Regions from separate parts of the Sus scrofa genome. Here region 2 is linked to region 1. A link is a contact called in public Hi-C data. All regions are on one chromosome and are shown on one strand. Each heading gives the region's core, a stretch centred on a gene start, on an enhancer-like site or on the middle of the called end of the contact. The rest is flanking DNA. Distances are from core to core; before and after follow the strand shown.

Region 1 (4,787 bases), core at 1,429-3,928:
GTTACACGATGATTAGTTCTTGGTGCCAAACTAGGAAGGTTTACCTAAAGTCAAATCAGCTAAAGTGCAACACCGTGATTTGAAACTATGTCACTAGAAGATTTTAACAAGGTGGGGAGACGGGTAAGAGAAGGGATCCAATGTTCATTGGGCAGCTACTTATGGCTTCTTAGTGGGCATTTTTTTTAATGTTATTTCATCTCCATACACATAGTCTATAATCGATCTCATCGTCATTTGACTGATCCGGAATTAAGGCACAAAAACATGAACTTGGCTGTGGCTACACGTCCAAGTGGGAAAACCCAAACTGTCTCGTTCCAAAACCCCTGCCCACTCCCCCACACGTTGCCCAGGATTTGCCCAAACAACAGTGAAGTTTGGGCTGAGGGGAGAGGAGGCAAGAGGGGAAGGAGGAGGTTGCTGTGAGGGTCCTGCTGAAAGATGCCAAAACTCAGAGCTGGGACCGTGGCAGTGGGAGTGTGGGGGCTGGCACGGATTTCCCGATTCCTGAGAAGGAACATTGCAAGGCTCCGTGTCCAGTTGGATACTCAGACAAGAGAGGGAAGAGTGAGCCTGATTTGGGGGGTTGGGGGAACTGGGCAGAGGTAGCTGTCCTGGCGAAGAGAGCTGATTCCTGTGACCCTTAGAGAGGTGACAGGAGTCAGGTTTCTGCTCCCTCCAAGGACGGACTCGCTGGCCAGGATGAAGGGGGATGCAGAAGTGAAGGGCAGCGGACCCCAGCTCCTTGCCCCTTGGCAGGGACAGGGGACAGTGGGTCACAAGCTCAATAAGGCGGGAGGCTGAAGTCCTTCGGGGGACTGAACGTCCTTCCCTGCAAGCCCGCGGTTCCCCAACAGCTATGGAAGGGGTTCCCCAAACAACACCGTTTCTTTCACTCTTCCTCAGCTTGCACAGTGGTGACAAGGACAGGGGCGGGGGGCCAGTGGTTAATGCAGATGGAGAGAATGGAGCTAAACATTGAACCACCAGCTTGCAGGCAAGTACGGCCAGGACATCCTTCCCATGCACAGCCGCCGTCTGTCCGGCTCGACCAACACACTTCACACTAGCTGGCTTTCTGCCTGGAAGGGACCGTGTCAACTTTTCTACGAACTTCCTTTAAATTCTACAGTATTCGGCATGTAATCAAACTTATTTGGTTAAAATGGAATATTTCGGGAACCTCTTCTAGGGTTTTTGTTTCTGCTCTTATTTTTTAAGCAATCCACTGGCCTTGCCCTTTGGTGGGCCGACATCTGGGATCCACAGACGGCAGGACTTCGCCCAGCTCCTCCCATCAGTTTGATCTTAGCTGACAAAGGCGCAGCCATCTCATTTCCAGGTGGGACATGGGCACCTGCAGCTCCAGCTTCTCTTGTTTATCACCCAGATAAACCCATGCAATTTCGGGTTTATCACCTAGATAAACCTGGGGTGGGGGGGTGAATACCGGCTTTTGTCTATTGTAACAGCTGATAAAGGAGAGACCGGCTTTGGCCCAAACCCCAGAGCAGCAGCCCAGCAGCCTGACACCTCAGAGGCTCGGGGGAAATAAGGAAAAGCTCAGACATCGTTTCACCCCCTCATTTTACAGGTGAGGAAACCAAAACCCAAAGAGCTAAAAGGAGAGCTGGTTCTGAGCTACTCATAGCTCCAGGCAGCCATGCACTACCTCCAGCCCTCAGTGCAGACCCCATGTCCCCACTATCCATCCCAAAGGGCCTTCAGGCTCCATGCAGACTCTAACACAGCCACGCCACCCTAGGGGAGCACCACCCCGGGGAGCACCACCCCAGGGTAGCATCACCCCAGAGGAGCATAACCCCAGAGGGGCATCACCCTGGGGGAGCAACACCCCAGGGGAGCATTGCCCTGGGAAGCACCGCCCTGGGGAAGCACCGCCCTGGTGGGAGCACCACCGTGGGAGGAGCACCACCCAGGGGGGGATCACCACCCCAGTGGAGGCTGACAGCAGCAGAGAGATGGGCAAGCGCCCCCTACAGCAGCCTTGGGCTAGGTCTGCCAGGCTGTTGCCCTTTATTCTCTGTGAGGTTAATGGCTCTGCTTTCACATATGTCTGCGTGACAACTTGCTCTTTCAAAATGTAAAAAATTTAAAAACACTATAATTACATACTGGGCCTTTAAAGTGCCTCTTTTCCCAAAGTGGCAGTTAAGGAAGATGGGTTCGGGGTGGGGGCTTGATGTTGTGTCTTTTCTGTCCCCAGGGCCGGTTTCAGGCTCTGGTGCCCCAGTGTTGCGCAGGGTAGAGGAAACCACAGGCCTTTGGCTGATGGGTGTGAAGCCAACGAGTTAACGAGGAACATCTCCGGCAGGCTGGCCTCACCCTGGAGGAGGGCTGAGACCGAGTTCCTAAGGGGCTGCCTCCCTCCCCCAGAAAGCCCAAAACTTGGCAGGCAGCATGTAAGGCTCCACCGCTGGGCCTGCAAGGCTGTGTTTCCAGCCTGCGTGCTGCCAGATTAAAAGGCCACATTGGACCCAAACCCAAGAGACACGGTGCAGAAATAAATCCCTGCTCCTGGGTATTACTGCACTGGACCCACACTGCTCTCCGTTTCCTTTTGAAAAGTGATGTTTTTAAGCTGAACTGAAGGCACAGGGGAGGAGGGGATGGAAGCGCTCTCAACTGGTGAGATAAGCAGCGCGTCTCACATTTTCCTTGGCCTCACAGAGCAGGTTCACAACAGCTCCGCCTCACCAAGGATGCCTGCCTTCGATGTGACTGTGACTGTGACGATGTCAGCTTTCTCTAAGGCCTGCGTGCCGCCGTCCCGGGCCCCTCCCCCTCGCCACAGGGCTGAGTTTCACTGAAGCAGGCCCAGCTAAGTGTCCTGCTTGATCCCATCAGCCTATTAGGGAAGTGGGGTTTGGAGCCGGAACTCCTGGTTCCATCCACAGACCTGGCTGGCCTGCTGAAGAGCAGGGATGGAATTTACTGGGAGGAGATGGTGCTGTGCCCAGACAATTCTAGAAGACAGGGAAGACAGGAACTAAGCTCCCACTGCAGAGGGAGTCTAGGCTGAACACCCTGGTGACAGCCTCCACTGTCATTGTCACTGCTACTCCACTGTCCCTGCATCTCTGCATTGTTCTCAAGGTCCGAAGACTGAGGCAGAAACACCTACCTCCTTCACTGCTGGGGGGCGGGGGCAGGGGCGGTGACCGTAGAGCATTTTTCAGCTTCAAGCCAGGAGGCAGGGGCTCACACAGAGGAGTCCCCAGAATACAAAGGAGGTTCATATGCTGGGCAGCCAAAAAAAAAAGTCATCCACACAGCAGGACAGCTGTCAGCCCCATTTCCCAGATGAGGAAACTGAGGCTCACAGCCTCTCACATTGAACAGCTGGCTCACGTGGCCAGAAAGAAATGTCCAGGCTCTTAAGAGTCACTGTGGTCTGCTCACCGAATCAGGATGGGCTATCTGGAGAGAGATGGCTTTGGGTTTGCAGCCTTGCTTTGGTAGACCACACCCACCTCCCATGGCAGGGCTCCGTGGGCAGAGAATATTCCAGGTGAAGGGGGAAGTTTGGTGCTGGCAAGAGGTTCCCCACAGCTTGGACCCAGGATCTGAGCCGTCCTCTCTCTGCCTCCTTCCGGCCCCATCGCCAAGTACCCATAGCACGAGGAGAGGAGGGGACGGCGGTGCACCCTGGCTGGAGGCAGCGTGCAAGACCAAGCAGGGCCAAGTCTGGAGAGGCAGGCAGGCCTGGGATAAGGTCTTTGGGCGCCTCGGAAGGATTTCCAGCAGGAGAGAGATGGGGTGAAGTCTTAGGCACCAGAATGGATGGAATAGATGGAAAGAGAAGAGTGGGGGAGGGGAGGCCAGCGGGGGGCTGATGTGACTGACAGGTGTTCGTTCGGAGCAGGGTCGGGGAGAAATAGGGGATTAGAGATTTTAAACACGTGGAATTGAAAGGTCTCGGCGATGGATTAAACCTTGGGTGAGTGGGGAGGGGAGCAGAGAGAAAAGCCATTTGCTCAGGCACGTGGGTGGTCCAAGTTGTCCTCCTCCAGAACCAGCAGGTGAAACTGGACAGGAGATCTGGAAGCTGGAAGATCAAATACAGCCTCGTGGCTGGTCAGCATGGGGCGTGCCCCTGCCTGTCTCTCAGGGTGAGAGGGTCTGAAGGTTGTGGCAGCTTCGGCGTCCTGCGCAGGACATCAAAAGCAAGTTGACAGAGCCAAGTGACAGCCCCTGGAGGTAGCCGCAGGGTGCAGGGCGACCTGGACACTCCCGTCAGCTCTGCAACAAACCCGTTTTGTGACCTTGAGCAAACCACTGGTCCTCCCGGGTCTTGGTCTCCTGGCCCTCGCCAGCACTCCAGGGTTTCATGGGAGCACGTTCGAGGAGGTCACGTGCCGTGTAAATGTTTCCAGCTAAGGACAAGCTGTCCACAAAGCGTCTGCGTATTGCCTGGGCAACCCAATGGCTTTAAAAATCTTAAGTGGCTCTTGTTCTTCTGATTCATCACATCCTATGCATTTAACTTCTAGAACAAATTTAGCCCTCAAAATATCTTGGTACATTTTCTACCCACCCCTAACATTTACATCCCCCAGCTTCCACGCCGCAGCACCATCTCTGCATCACCTGTTCCCCCAGTACACCCTCAGCCTTTTCCTCTCAAGCTAGGAGCCCACCCACCCCCACGCTCCCCCCCACCAAGAGGAGAGAAGAGCCACCAGTCACTGCCTCCCCAGGTCTGTCCAGGCACCTCCCCAAAGGGAACCAGCACAGCATCTGAACAAAGACCAGGGCAGGGG
Region 2 (4,787 bases), core at 689-3,188, 80 kb after region 1:
CCTCTTTCCAGCGCCCGTGAGAGGTCAGCCCGCAGGGATGTCCAGGCCCTGCAGGAGGCTCATAGGGGCAGCAGTGGGTGATCGCCCCCAGACCCAGATCCTCCAGGCGGCAGCAGCTTCCGGCCCCTGGGTCATGTCCCCTAGGGGGCTCTGGGTCTCATCCCTGCAGCCAGGTACTGCTGTTCCCTCTGGACCCCCTCTCCGCCCATTCAGCCAAAACCTCAGCAGTCCTAGCCTGAAATCCATTGGACGCCTGGCCTTGGCTTGTGGTTCTGGAACTGTTCTCCTGTGACCCCCACTGTGTGATCTTTGGACCCCCAACATTTTGGCCTAGGCTTGCTGTGGCCTCAGCTGCATCCTCTTAATGTGTCCCTTGAATGCCTCCTGCCTCCCCAAGGCCAGGTGGCTCCTTCCCAACCCTCTTCTAATTTCCCTCCTCGGTGGATCAGCTCTCCACTCCCCCTGCCCCGTCCCTTCTCTGCTCCCAGACCCTTAGGGCAGAACTGGGTCTTAGCATCAGACCAGAGCACCCTTAGCGCCCTGGAAAGCCACCCTCAGGTGGAGTCGCTGCGGCTGGACCACCTGGGCTGGGAGCCCCGGGCTGAGGCCAGGAGGGTAGCGGCCACTTTCGTTCTCCAACAGTGACATCTTGTTACTAGAATGGCTTGAGCCTCCAAAATCCTCGCCCTCTCTTCTCTGCACTAATGGGGGGGGGTAGCTGCACCCCTGCACCCTGACCTCCTCCAGCCAGCTGGCGGTTAATTACCAGAAAATAATGTGCCCTGAGGTCACTGTCACTTAAACAGCTGGCTCCATCTTTTCTAGTTCAGCCTCTTTGGCTTCTGCCATTCGGAGCTCCTGACCTCCCATGACCATGATGGGCCTCTCCCCGTGGCTTAACCTCGGCTGCACCGTGACCCTCCTGTTTCACGGATGCCCTGAGGGTAGACTGGGTGCCTCCACCCCAACCCCACTGCCTGCACACCGAGCCGAGTTCCAGCTGCGGCTTGGTTGCCATCCCTACTCGTGCGGATGCAGATGAGACAGAGGACAACTCCCTTTTTTGTGGCAGAATCAGTCCCATAAGAAATTCCAAAAGTCTCGTCGTATAAAGTTCTTTGAACCTATCTCCAGGGTGGCACCAGCTGGCGCTGAGCTGCCCAGTCTTGTGGGCACCAGTCAGTCCGCCCCAGAAACTGTTTGGGGCTCAGCTTGTCCATCTGAAGACCTGCCTGCGGATTAATCATCTTATGTCGCGATGAGGAAGGTTCCCGCAGAGCCTCTCATTAAGGAAAGTGTCAGTTTGGTTCAGAGAGTCCTGGGCTGTTCCAGCTTCATTTTGGATCTATAGCTTTAGAAAATATCCAACTCTGCTTTTGGTTCAAACTGTTCTATTAAAGAATTAAAGGAGGAAAAAAAAAAAAAAAAACCACCTTTGATGGATGGTACAAGGGGAGAGAAGAATGTTTGGGTCTTGTTCTGTGCTTGCCAGGCCGGTCCCTTCCACGTTTGGGGTCCAGCTTGGCATGTTTGGAGGTGACAGTTGTCACAGAGGGGCCTGGGGGCAGTGGCTACGAGAGTGTTCTTTGGAATTCGCATTACTGGTTTCTATCAGAACAAGATTCAGGCAGTCGATTCTGGAAGGACTGGGGGCAGGGCAGATGGCGGGGCGGGGAGGGGTTGTGTGGGGTTCACTTCTCTCCGCGGTGCTCAGGGACAGGACAGGGTGCAGGTTAGAGCAGGAGGGCAGACGGCCATCAGAGTGTCCACAGCTTCCCCAGAGCGGGACAGGCATGCGTCAGACGGGGCTCAGAAGTGAGGTGTGGCCACGAGTCGAGGTCTGGACCTTCTTGCTGAGCAAGGGCTTTGTGGAGGCCTTGCCTGAGCTTGGACTTGACGGCTCACAGCTGCACAACACAGATGTGGTTGGGGCAGCGAACCCAGGCGGGGCCGGCAGAGACTCCACTGCGAGAGGATCAGGCTGGGCTGAGTACAGCAAAGGGGACAGACGTGGGCTTTAGAGCCACGGCTGGGAACCTGGCCCAGGCGTCAAGCAGCCGGGCCGTCTGCCCAGGAGGGGCCGCGCCCGGCCTGCTCTGCTGACACGGAGGGCTGTGGGCTGAGTGGGGGCCGGAGAGAGACCCTCCTGTGCCTGGATTTCCCCTCTGCCTCTCATTGCCGTCTTCACATTCTCCCCTTGCTCTCCTGACACCCCCCATGCATCAAACCGTGCCCCCGCCACGTCCCGCCAGCCCCACCAGCCTATCCACCCACCTGCCAGCCACTGGGGGTGCCCAGCAAGTAAGCACAGGCTCTGCAGCCAGGATCCCTGGGTTCAGTTCCAGACTCAGCCATGCGCTGGCCATGTGACCTTGGCCAAGCTGTAGCCTCTCCATGCCCATGTCCTCATGGATAAAGTACGGCTGATGCTGGTGCCCACACGGCAGGGTGCTGAGCAAAACCATGCTCCCAGGGTGACTGGGAGTGGTGTGGGAATGCTGGCACAAGCGAGCTGGTGTCAGGAAGCACCCACTGTGTGAGCCAGGGGGCTGCCCAGGCGGATGGGGCACTGACTTTGGGGGGCTGATTTTTTTGGGGGGTGTTGTGGAAAGGGAGGCCTCCATTGCTCCACCATAGAAACCCTGCCTCTCCTCTGCTCCTGAGAAGGTGGCGCCCCCTGAGTTGGGTTATCACCCCCTAAGCTGCAGACCGGGAATTCTGAGGCCCCTTGGGAATAGTGGACTCACCGTCCAGGATGTCTGACTTAGGCAGAAATACGACTTCTCCAAGTTACAGAGCATCTGAGAAACTTTTGCTGATTTTGTTTAGTAATTTCAAACCCGGAGTTCCCATCGTGCTCAGCTGTTAACAACTAGTATTCATGAGGATGTGGGTTCAATCCCTGACCTTGCTCAGTGGGTTAAGGATCCAGCATTGCCGTGAGCTGTGGTGTAGGTGACAGACACGGCTCAGATCCCACATTGCTGTGGCCATGGCTCTGGCATAGTTCGGCAGCTACAGCTCTGATTGGACCCCTAGCCTGGGAAGCTCCATATGCTGTGGGTACAGCCCCAAAAAGACAAAAAAAAAAAAAAATAGTTCCAAACTGAAGCCAAACCAAATTTAAAGGGTAAAGGGGGCAAACTGTACTCCAGAAACTTCTTCTTCGTGCTTCCTAGGGACAACCACTGGACAGCCACTATACAGGCATTGAGGCCCACTCCTCCCCAGGGGCCCACCTGGGGACCTCAGGGCACAGCCGGCCAGCAGCAGCCCTAGGCTGCCCTCAGCTGAAGCCGTGTAGGTGTCACTGTTCCTCCCTTGAGAGGGGCTAAGCAACTGCCTGCCACAAAGGTGCCCTCCGAGGCAGGTACAGGGTGAAACCCCTCACCTGCTTCTGTCCATGAAGTTCAGGCTTCTCAGGAACCAGATAACCTTCTTCGGCTCTTATTTATCGTGTCTCCCATAATGCATAGGGGCATGTATGCAAATCAGGTTCCAGCATCAGCCTTAGGACCTGACGGGAAAGTGTAAATCAGTGTCTCAGCCTTGGCGCTGGTGACATTTAGGCCAGACCGTCTTTGCCACGGGGCCTGCCCATGCATGGTGGGAGGCTTGGCAGTGTGACAGCCCCTGAGCTGTGGGAGTGCCGAGGGGATTTGGGTGGACCCAGGGAGGCTTGCTAGAGTGGAAGGCGGAGTGGCAGACCGAGGCATGTTAGGGCTCACGGCCCCCCATGGCAGGACCCCACCAGCCCGTCCCCAGTGCCCAGGCTCCAGCCAGCCAGCCAGCTCCAGAAGCCAGGCCGCCAGGGAACCAGTACAGAAGGATCCCAGTGTGGGAAGGTCCCAGTGAGCGTGACCCTTCCCCTGTCTCCCGGGGACTGTCACTGCCGCTGATTCAGGGCCTCCCCCACACAGGTGAGTCACACACCTGCATCCCCCCACCCCCACCGCCCACCAAGCAAGCTGCTGCCTGGAGCCAGTGCCCGTGCCCATCGAGCACCCTGGCACCCTGCCCTCCATCCCCCGGAGCCTCAGCCTCACTCCCTGGCAAAGGTGGGAGCTCCTGGGTGGGAGGGAGAACCAGAGACTCTCAGAAGTGCTCTTCCTCTCCTGACAACCCCAGCAGGTTGGTTAGCCGGGTTGATGCCAGCTTGATGCCTTGGGATGGTTTTGAGGGGCTGGCAGGTACTCATTTACCTGTCAGCCCATCAGGGATGCAGCTGGGTTCCCCTCCCTTCCCATGCACCCTCCCCGCAGCCTGGCTTCAAGAGCAACTGCAGCAGTGATGTCCCGGGAACAGCATGGCACTGCACTGCCGCATCGTCAGGGCCACCCTCCTGCTTGATGGAGAGGCACCGGGCCCCCTGCAGAAGGAAGGCGGCCAGCACTGCCCTCCCGCTGCACAGCTGGTGCCCTCCCGCCACCGAGGGCACATGTGTCTGCATGCAGGGTCCTGTGTGGGCTGGAAGGAGGGCAGGTCAGGCCTGCAGGCCAGCGGACTCCATCAGCACAGAGCCCGAGCCCCTGCCCACATGTCTCCTTCCCACCTGTACCCCGACCCTGGCCCCCACATGCCTCACCTTTCCTACCTGATGAGCCCTGGAGCTGGAGCTCGCCCCAGGCTGACTCCTCCCCAGAATCCAGTGACCCCAGTGACCTTGGGCTGGCCAAGCTGTGGGCAATGCCAGCCAGTGCTCAGGGGGAGAGGCCATCTTCAGGCAACAGCGCCCCCCCCCCCACTTTCCTCCTCCCTCCCTTGGCCTCTTCCGCCTCCTCTCTCAG

What was found. A called contact is a pair of places that touch in the nucleus more often than the background predicts.
Region 2: a contact with region 1 is called in a Hi-C map of omental adipose tissue, with 1.5 times the contacts expected there. The contact joins two enhancer-like sites. A contact is called at or near these places in 6 of 47 Hi-C or Micro-C datasets (alveolar macrophages, embryonic fibroblasts, fetal heart ventricle and 3 more).

Annotation. Positions count from the first base shown.
Region 1 is chr5:66,813,718-66,818,504 of Sscrofa11.1, forward strand. The region is part of intron 2 of LOC102161833 (a long non-coding RNA gene); the gene reads right to left. Among named protein-coding and RNA genes, the nearest start is that of TSPAN11, 37 kb to the right of the region's middle. Within about 2 kb of position 2,679, at least 3 of the 83 cell types and tissues checked have an H3K27ac peak or open chromatin away from gene starts, as enhancers often do. A contact at or near this core is called in omental adipose tissue, where this site is marked.
Region 2 is chr5:66,894,588-66,899,374 of Sscrofa11.1, forward strand. The region is part of intron 4 of TSPAN11 (tetraspanin-11); the gene reads left to right. Among named protein-coding and RNA genes, the nearest start is that of TSPAN11, 44 kb to the left of the region's middle. Within about 2 kb of position 1,939, at least 6 of the 83 cell types and tissues checked have an H3K27ac peak or open chromatin away from gene starts, as enhancers often do. A contact at or near this core is called in omental adipose tissue, where this site is marked.